2 separate regions of the Sus scrofa genome follow, and region 2 is linked to region 1. The links are chromatin contacts, called in public Hi-C maps. All regions are on one chromosome and are shown on one strand. Each heading gives the region's core, a stretch centred on a gene start, on an enhancer-like site or on the middle of the called end of the contact. The rest is flanking DNA. Distances are from core to core; before and after follow the strand shown. Region 1 holds the start of TXN2 (thioredoxin 2). Region 2 has its middle 220 kb from the start of MYH9.

Region 1 (4,957 bases), core at 277-2,776:
AACTACAAAGTGCAGGGATGGGAGAGACATTTAAGCAAACTATGGAACTGTGATTCCCACTAGCTGGAGTGTAGATTGAAGTGAAAGTGTGAGATGGGGCTCTGCCAATTTACCTGCTTCCTGACCTTGGCCTGGGAACTTCTGCATGCTGCAGGTGTGGCCAAAAAAAAAAAAAAAAAAAGAAGAGGAAAAATACACTCAGCTTAATAAGCATCTATGGAACATCCTTGGTGAGCCAGGTTGTATCAGGTTGGTGCTGGGTGTATGGACATGTGTAAAAGCTGGAGATCCCTATGCTCAGGGAGCATATGGTCTCACGGGAGAGACAGACACTGTGCAGTGTGTTATGGACAAAGCACCAGAGAGAAAAAGGCAATTAATGCTGCTCAAGAAGTATGAGTAGGTGTTCTACCGAGTGGACATAGAAAAAAGGCTTTCAAGTTAAGCAAAGGCAGGGAGGAGGGAGAAGCATTGATTTATTCATAGAACCATAAGAAGTTATGAGTGGTTGTAAGGTCTTAGAGCCAGATTTAATCCCTCAAACTGCCGACTCCCTTATCTTGTTCAACCAAGAGCAGCCTGTTCTGGAATGATGACTGCCCTAACTGCATTTTGTCTTTGCTAATCTTCAGTTCCCACCATATCATGGAACATTGTTACAACCCCTCACCTCTCCTCCTACCCCTCCCATGTAGCCTGATGCCAGCCCTGACACTGGTTACTTTAGCCACAAGCCTCTATAAAACCTATTCCCCCGCTAATACCAGGGAGCCTGTGCTTTCTCTCAGTGCTTCTGGCCATCTTCTGTTCAGTAAACCTACTTGAAGCCTCAACGCTCTGGACTCTCTGCCTCTATTTCTGCTCTGAAACCCCACAGCCCTTTCCTGCTCTAACATAGGTAAAGGGTGCAAGGGAGACAAGGGGTGGCTGTGAGACCAGCCTGAGACACACAAATGCCTAGACTCCTGTTGTCCATGACAGCGACAATGGGTGAGAAAGGAAGGCCCAGGCCCAGGTAGATTCAGGGATCATCACACTTTGCCTGGGGCCTCAGAGGCAGGCCCTCCAAGTATCACTACCAGTTGGCATCTTGTCTGGGCCCAGTTTCTCAGCAATCCCAAAGAGACAAGGGTGGAAGACAAGCTGAGCTTTTCATGTCACATTTTGGGAAACTGAAGTCCCCAAGGGCAGGAAGACTTGCTCGAAACCACGAAGTTATACAGTCACATATGACAAATACGAGTCAGCGTTCTCTGGACTCCCAACTGAAGTCTTTTGCTTCGAAGCGACATTAGGACAATGAGACAAAAGGGTGGACATGCTGGTCAGCAAGTGTTTGCAAACTCGAGGACCACGCCTCCCCACCGCCCTTCTCTCCGCCCCCCCCCCTCCCTGGCACTCCCGCCTCCTTCCCCTCCTCTTCCGGACCCTCCTCCGGAGCCCTCCGGCCTCTTCCTGTCCCTCCCCAATGATCCGCCCCTCTTCCGGTTCCTCCCCTAAGAGCCCGCCCATCTTCCGGTGTCTCTTTTCAAGAACGCTTCTCTTCCGGTCCCTAACGGAGGCTCCGCCCGTGCCTGCCCTCTAGTTGAGGACTTGCTCAGGTTGCCTTTCCCGGAAGTGACGCTAAGGCCCGCCCCTCAGGAAGTGACGACAGAAGTGCCCTTGACCGGTGGGGCGGGCCGTGCTGTGCGTCGCTTCGCTCTCGTTGCTGGGAGGTAGGGGCCCTGTGGGGATGGTTCGAAGTGGTATCGCGGCTGAGGCGCCTCTGCAGGCGCGTTCCCATGCAGGCCGATGGCCGAGCGGGCAGAAACCCTGGGTGGGAGGAACTTGCCATTCGGGGAGCCGGGGTTCCCAGTTCCTTCCACACACACGTCCCTTCTTTATTAATTCCCCCCCCACCTGCTCCCGTGTCACTTCGTTCCTATTTGAATTGTTGCTTGTCTTCTTTCCTGAACCTTTGACAACTCTCCTTTGTCTTTAATTTCCCATTAAAACTCCTTTTAAAAGAGTAATCGATAGAGTAAGGACTTTTCAGACTGTCGTGGGCTCTAGTGTCGACTCTCCTTTAATAATTGGGTTGCTTTGGATATGTCACAATTTGCTTGAGCTTCTAAGTCCTTATCTATAATATGAGCAGTAGTACAGTAGAAACTTCTTCATCGTTGATCTGGGAGGACTCTAATGCCTGTAAGATACCTATCTCTTAGCAGGTGCTCCATAAATATTGATTCCTTCCCCCCTTCCGTCTGTTGTAATTTCACCAATATCCTGCTTTTTGGGTTGTCGACCTAGTTTTCCCATCCTGGTTTTCGATTCCTTTTTCCCCTTGATTCTCATTCTTTACTCACTTTTCCTCCAGAAGTCTTATGTATTATTTCCCAACATTTTGTTTCTGGCCCTGCATCTTGAGCCCCCTGGTACTCCCACATACCTTTCTGATTTCTGGTGTGTTGACTTCCTGTTCTTTGCCCCTACTCTTCCTACCTCTTCCCTTCACAGATGGCTCAGCGTCTTCTCCTGAGGAGGTTCCTGGCCTCTGTAGTCTCCAGGAAGCCCTCTCATAGTCGGTGGGCACCCCTCGCTTCCAGAGCCCTGCAGACCCCACAGCTCAGCCTTAGTAACCTGACAGGAACACCCAGCCAAGCCCGGTCATTATACACTACCCAGGTCTGTACAACAACCTTTAACATCCAGGATGGACCTGACTTTCAAGACCGAGTTGTCAACAGTGAGACGCCAGTGGTTGTGGATTTCCATGCACAGTGAGTCCTGGGGGGGTCAGTAGAAGACTGGGTGTCACTTGTTCTGGTATTTATTGAGCACCTGCTATGTCTCAGTACTATGTTTGATGCTTCTCACATAGAGATCGGTGAGACCGAATCCCTTATCTCAAAGATTAGTGTAGTTTGGTAGGAAACCGACTAGTAGGAGTTCCCGTTGTGGCTCAGCAGGCTGAGAACCCAACTAGTATTCGTGAGGATGTGGGTTCGATCCCTGGCCTCGCTCAATGGGTTAATGGTCTGGTGTTGATGTGGCTGTGGTGTAGGCCGGCAGCTGTAGCTCCTATTTGACCCCTAGCCTGGGAACGTCCATATGCTGCAGGTGAGGCCCAAAAGAGAAAGGAAGAGGCAGACTAGTAAACAATCTTCAGTCTTCAGAACACTCCGTGGGTATTCCCATGGTGGTACAACGGCATTGGCAGCAGTTGTCTCTGCAGCTCCAGGCCACAGATTTGATCCCTAGCCCAGCGCATTGGGTTCAAGGATCCATCGTTGCCACAGTTGCGATGTAGGTCCCAATTGCAGCTCAGATCTGGATCTGATCCCTCCTGGGAACTCCATATGCCTTGGGGTGGCTGTAAAAGAAAAAAGAAAAAAAAGGAAGAAAAAAAAAGAAAGAAAAACTCCAAATAGTGCTGTGAAACAGTTATGTTCTGTATCTCACTGCCCAAGTGGCTCAGGTCATCTTTAGCTTGGACCAAAGCAGGAAAAATAAGGCTGTAGTATCATCTGGCTTTTGGTATATTACCAGTTCCTGACTCTGCAGATAATTGTGTTTAACATCTTGCCACCCAAGCGGAGAAGGGCTAGCAAAAAGTTGTCAGTTCCACTGATAAAAGTTAACAGTTGGGTGCCCAAGCGTGCACTGGATGGACAGGAGTTTCTTTCTGGTGCCCTGTGAGTTTGTTTAAAGGATATTTAAATGCCTATGGCATTCTGGTTGTCGGTCTGGCCTTTTTTTTTTTTTTTTCGGTTGTTATTGTTGTTGTTGGCCTTCTTCCTTTCCAGACCTTTGGAGCCTGGCTGGATGCCTGGTTCTAAAACTACTGGACAAACCTTTCAGAATAGGGCATCCTTGGATTTCCCGTGTGGCTTACGACAGAATGGGGCATCCTGAAATGGGAGCCTGAGTTAGAAGTTGGGAGACCTTGTGGGCAAACCACTGACAGATTCTTTTGCTTTCCTTCGCCTTCTTTCTCTGACTCACCATGCTGCCTTGGGCAGGCCATGTGATGACCTTATGCCTCCCTTTCTTCACGTGTGGTAGGAGCTAAGGTCTTGCAGACGGGGCTTTTAGGTGTTGTGAGTTCATTAATTGAAATCTCTGAATGCAGAGGGTCTTCAAAGCTGAGAATAAATTAGGAGTCACAGGGAGTTCCCGTTGTGGTGCATTGGAAATGAATCCGACTAGTATCCATGAGTTGGATCCATGGCCTTGCCAGTGGGTTGGGGATCTGCCATTGCTGTGAGCTGTGGTGTAGGTCAGAGATGCAGCTCAGATCCTGAGTTGCTGTGGCTGTGGTGTAGGCTGGCAGCTACAGCTCTGATTTTACCCCTAGCCTGGGAACCTCCATATGCTGCAGGTGCAGCCCTAAAAAGCAAAAAAAAAAAAAAAAATTAGGAGTCATCAGGCAGGGGTTGGTGGAAGGCAGAGCTGTCCTGCCCTCCTGGTCTGCTGAGCACATTGGAGAGAGCTTCCCAAATGAATGATTTGGGGTGGGGGAGGAGACACATGCCTCATCTTCCCCAGCAAGGAAGCAGGGGTGAGTTTGTTGATTCAGTGCCAGGCACTGTCCTTAGTGCCACACACTTAAGGATGACAGCCTAGGCTCATTACCTAGAAGGAACACCTGTGTTCTGTGCAGTGCTGGCAGTGGACACAGGGGCTGGGGGTTCAGAGAGGAACCTGGGGCTAAAAGAAGATGATTGGAACACAACCTTGGGTACAGTCCCGGACCTTGCCCAGGTCTTGTAACTTGTATGGGCCTCAATTTCTTAGGAAGGTGGTTTCTTTTCTTTTTTTCTTTTGTTCTTTTCTCAGCCACCCTGAGGCATATGGAGGTCAAGGGGAGCTCCCCAACCAGGGATCAGATCCACGCCCCAGATGGGACCTGCGCCCCAGCAATGCCAGATCCTTAATCCACTGTGCCAGGCCAGGGATTGAACCTGTGTCCTGG
Region 2 (5,014 bases), core at 891-3,390, 320 kb after region 1:
GTGGTGTAGGTCACAGACTTGGCTTGGATCTGGTGTTGCTGTGGCTATGGCGTAGGCTGACAGCTACAACCTCCGATCTGACCCCTAGCCTGGGAATTTCCACATGCCGCAGGTGTGGCCCTAAAAAGAAAAAAGAAAAAAAAAAAAAAAAAAAAAAAAAGAATGTCCTCCAGAGCCAACTAGCAGGAACTTCAGTTTAACTGGTTTAATCAATTCTGGGATTTATTATCATACAGAAGGAGAAGTTCAAGCTAGGGCAGGTCCAGGCTGGATAATTCAGCAACACCATGAAATCTGCAAGGCCCCAGCTTCCTTCTTTTTGCCCCACCATCTGCACCATGGTGCTTGTCCTTCCTTGTCCAGCTGTCCCCATCAAGATCACAGGATGGATGCAGACATTTCACCAGCTGTCAGCATCACAGACCAATGTCCAGGGGCAGAAAAGGGATTACTCTTCCTCACATTTTCCTTAAAAACTAAGAACCCCTGCACCCTGGTGTTGTCACTACTGTGACATGGGTTTGATCTCCACATGCTGTGATGGCCTCCTTGGTCAAAAATACATATCGTGGAGTTCTTTTCCTGGCTCAGGGGTTAATGAACCCGACTAGGATCTATAAGGATGGGGGTTCGATCCCTGGCCTTGCTCAGTGGGTTAAGGATCTGGCGTTGCTCCGAGCTGTGGTGTAGGTCGCAGATGCGGCTCGGATCCCACATGGCTGTGGTTGTGGCATAAGGCAGCAGCTCCAATTTGACCCCTAGCCTGGGAACTTCCATATGCTGTGGGTGTGGCCCTAAAAAAAGCAAAAAAAAAAACCAAAATCATATTGCAATCGACCTAACCAAGGTCACCCCAGAGCAAGAGGCAAAAACAGGACTCAAACCCGGATTTGCAGCCGTGAGCCTGAGCTCATTTCCCAACATCACAAGTGGTTACGTAAATCTGTGGTTTTAACCTAAATCAATCCACTGGGGCCCTGCTGGGACATAAAAGAAATCCATGGGAAGACACAGCCGCCTGCGCCTGTAGCCCACAAGTGACTGCCTCGGGGGACTGCTGGGATTTGAGCTGCTTTCAAAAGGCAGCAAAATCTCTAAGGTTGGAGCTTGGAGACATTGCTCAGAGAGACTCGCTGAGCTAGTGGGTGGGCACACAGTCCCTGGGGCACAAAGATCTGGGTCCCCCCACACTTCAGCTGTGACCTTGGAGAGGTCGCCTGGCCCCTCTGAGTCTCAATTCCTTCGCTGGAAAAATGGGGAAGATAATAGATAATATTACTGTATCTATGATATAATAATATCCTGGGGGTGGGCACTGTCGTGAGTCTTAACAAACTCCCCAGAGGTGACCTGTCAGGTCACAGGAAGCCCTTGGGATCTCCAGCCAGCTTGCTAAGGAGATCTGCCTCAGTGGGGACTCTGGAGCCTGGGGGAGCCTGACCCCGGGTGGTCCTTGCCCTCGTTTTCACCTGTAAGGTGAGTGGGCCCATTGGGCTGCTCTTCCAACCGCAATGTTCCAAGATTGAGGGTGCTTCTGGGCTGAGCAATCACATGGGAGCGCCTCTTACATACCCCCGTGTGCCAGGGAGAGGAGGAGGCCTCAGGATGGCCCCGGAGCTGGGAAGGGGGGTCCTACACAGCCATCTCCTCCACCTTCCTCTGTCACCTCCTCGCACCCCCCTGGAGACGGTGCAATCCAACATCTTCCCCCTCTGTCCCAGGAACGCTGGGAACTGGAGCTTCAGAACCTGGCTCCAAAAACACAACGCCCCCCTCGAGCAAAAATATTCCAGGTCAAAGCAATTTTCCAACCCGACAGGAAGCGGCCTGCCTGGGCAGAGGTGGGAGGGTCGTTTGCACCCAGAGCCAAGTCCAGAAGCTCTCCAGCTCAATCCCCCACCCTGGGGGCCTGCTCTCCCTCCCCTGCCCTCTCTTCCCCCCTCCCTTCCAAACCTTTCTTGGGCACCCAGCCCCTGGAGGGAGGGGCCCTTCAGCTGGCTTAACCCTTCCCACCCCAGGCTCCCAGTCGCCTCGTTCTGCTCTGGGTATTGAACAGCAACCCTGTCCTGATGGGGCCTCTTCTCTCAACAGCGCTGCAGGGCGTGTGTTATTATGCTTCCCCTTTCACAACAGCGAGGGGGGGACAAGACTAAAGAAGTCGGATCCTTTGCTGGGTCACATGGCTAGGAAGCTGTCCAGCCAGGATTCCAGCACCAGCAGAAGTCTGTCCTGTAGGGGAGCACAGCCCCCTCTCCTGTGCCCCAGAGGCCCCCTCGAGGCCTGGCTTCACACGTGTGGCCAGATTAGAGGCGTGAGATGCACCTGTGTCCCCCTCCTCACAGGCAAGAACGAGGACCAGGGCCGGGCAAGGATGGACCCTCAGAATACGCTAGTGGGAGGGGTCTCCCGGTATGGTCAGAAGGGACGTGGGCCAGAGGCGGCTTGGCCCCCTGGGGGACTGGCTCAGGCTGTGCGGGGGACCTGGCCTCCCCGCCACCATCTTTACAGGATCCTGTTCCACAGCCGAGAAGAAGCAAAGAGCCTCGGTGAGCTCTGGGTGCTGGCCTTCTGGCTCCGGGGGGCAGGGGTGGGGAGGGCGCTGAAGGTCTCGAGTTCTCTTTCCAGCAACTTCTCTGTGAAAACACAAGCCTCTTGCAGTGCGTTTAAAATGTCAGGGTGAAAAAAAAAAAAAAAAAAAAAAAAAGAAGGAGCTCCCCTGCGGCTCAGTCAGTGTTGTCCCTGCTGTGGTTCAGGACGCTGTTGTGGGGCAGGTTGTATCCCTGGCTCAGGAACTTCCGCATGCCGCAGGCATAGCTAAACAAACAAACAAAACAACCCACAAATGTCAAGGTGGGCCCGTGCTTTGGTCTTCAAACACCGGCTTCCTCCTTCCCTCCCACCTCCCCTAACCACCAGGTAATTGGAAAAAGATGAGAGGCATCTTAAAAACATCTAATGAGATGATGTGCCCGTCACTCCCGCTTCATGGAACTAGTTCTCCAAAGACTTCTCTCCTGATTTCCAGCTCCCTTTCCTTCTCCAGCTCCTTCTGCCTGGTCTCTGTTCTAAACCCTGCATTGTCTGCAGAGGGTTGGGCAGCTCCGTGGGTAGCAGTGATTTGTCTTGAAAAGGTGGAGGAAGAAATCCTTCCCCTTCAGAACCCTAACCAAAAATACCGTCAGTTTGTTCCCAGAAGACAAACAGTCAGTATATTAATAGATGGAGCGTGTTTTGTAACTCTGGAGAAGCCGTTAAACATTGCATAAGCGCTGCCTGCATCTTCTACCTCCGCTCAGCAGCTTATGCTCCAGTTCCTTGTGCCCGGTGTCAGGACGCTCTAGTGTTCAAGTGCCTGCTCTGCTGTGTCTTGGCTGTGTGACCTTGAACGAGTCACTTCACCTTCTTGAGCATCAGACTTTTATCTGTAAAAGGTCAAGAGTGACGAGTCTCGAATCCTCTCTCCAGGGATTGTTATCAGGATACAGTGAAATGAGAAATGAACACGTGCACATTCTTTGCAAACTCTACAACTAGATGCATGTCTCATGTCACCTCTCTGCTGTGCACCCGACCTTCCAAACTATTTTTTGTTGTTGTTTTTGTTTTTTTAGGGCTGCACCCATGGCATATGGAGGTTCCCAGGCTAGGGGTCAAATCGGAGCTGCAGCTGCCAGCCTACGCCATAGCCATAGCCATGCCAGTTCCAAGCCTCATCTGTGACCTACACCACAGCTCATGGCAACGCTGCATCCTTCACCCACTGAGCAGAGCCAGGGGTCGAACCCATGTCCTCATGGATACTAGCCATGTTAGTTACTGCTGAGCCACAATGGGAACTCCCAAACTAATTTTTATTTCTTGTCTCCTATTAGCTCCAAATCTGGTTCTCTAATTCTGCTCTGTTGTTCTTCCCCTGTTCCCCGAATATACCCCACTTGTTTTTACATCCCTGGGCCTCTACTGACAGGGGTGAGACTTAGCGACGCCTCTGAAATTCATTCTACTCAAAAGCAAAGAGCGCGAGGACCCAGATTAGAATCCCAGCTCCACCTGTCAACTGCTGAGAGTCCTCAAGCAAGTTGCTTCTTCTCTCTGCGCCTTGGTTTCCCCATCTGAATAGCAGGATGAACCACAGTCCTTATCCCATAGGACAGCAGCGAGCAGGGAATTCATGAACCCACACAAAGGGCTTAGAACACTGCCTGGCACCTGGCAGGCTCGTGATAAATAAACCCTTCTCCTTGGCTCTTGGCTTTAATTACATTGATCTGGAGAATGAATGCAGAACACCCAGAAAAGCACAAAGATCCATGTGTAGTGGTATGAAGAAAGGGCTGAGGGATAGGAGAAGAAAAAATGGAGCTGGAGAGGGAGAGGAAGGGAAGAAGAAGAGGGGAAAAGTCAGCAGGCTGAGTGTTTGTTTGTTTGTTTGGCCGTGCTCTCAGCATGCAGAAGTGCGCAGGCAGGGGACTGAATCTACGCCATGGCAGTGACACCACCAGGTCCCTAACCCACTAGGCCACCAGGGAACTCCAGCAGGCTGAGTTTTGAGAACATATTGAAAGCAGAGTTCCCACTGTGGCGCAGAAGAAATGAACCCAACTAGTATCCATGAGGATGTGGGATGGATCCCTGCCACACTCGGTGGGTCAAGGATCCGGCATTGCCATGAGCTCTGGTGTAGGTCATAGACACGGCTTGGATCCCATGTGGCTGTGGCTGTGGTGTAGACCGGCAGCTGCAGCTCTGATTCAACCCCTAGCCTGGGAACTTCCATATACTGTGGGTGCAGCCCTTAACAAAATAGTATTTAGAGCAATTTAGATGGGAAGTGGAGGCTGGGAGTAGCAGACCGCTATCCTCTGTGAATTGAGGGGTTGATTTTGTTAAAGCCTGGTGAATATTTATTGATTATGTGCAAGATATGCTCTTTGTTGTTGGAAGTTTATAATCCAGGCAGGAAGGCCAAGAAAAGGCACAAATAGTGACACTACAGTGCAAGAGAGGAGAGGTT

What was found. A called contact is a pair of places that touch in the nucleus more often than the background predicts.
Region 2: a Hi-C map of retroperitoneal adipose tissue shows a contact between it and region 1, with 1.8 times the contacts expected there. The contact joins the enhancer-like site here to the promoter of TXN2 in region 1. A contact is called at or near these places in 1 of 5 promoter capture datasets (liver) and 6 of 47 Hi-C or Micro-C datasets (alveolar macrophages, fetal skeletal muscle, mesenteric adipose tissue and 3 more).

What each region holds. Positions count from the first base shown.
Region 1 is chr5:11,262,944-11,267,900 of Sscrofa11.1, forward strand. It overlaps TXN2 (thioredoxin 2), which reads left to right and starts at 1,527. Exons shown (of 4, transcript NM_001243705.1): 1 at 1,527-1,715; 2 at 2,500-2,762. The coding sequence starts at 2,500.
Region 2 is chr5:11,581,286-11,586,299 of Sscrofa11.1, forward strand. No RefSeq gene overlaps it. Among named protein-coding and RNA genes, the nearest start is that of MYH9, 220 kb to the left of the region's middle. Within about 2 kb of position 2,141, at least 17 of the 83 cell types and tissues checked have an H3K27ac peak or open chromatin away from gene starts, as enhancers often do. A contact at or near this core is called in alveolar macrophages, mesenteric adipose tissue and retroperitoneal adipose tissue, where this site is marked.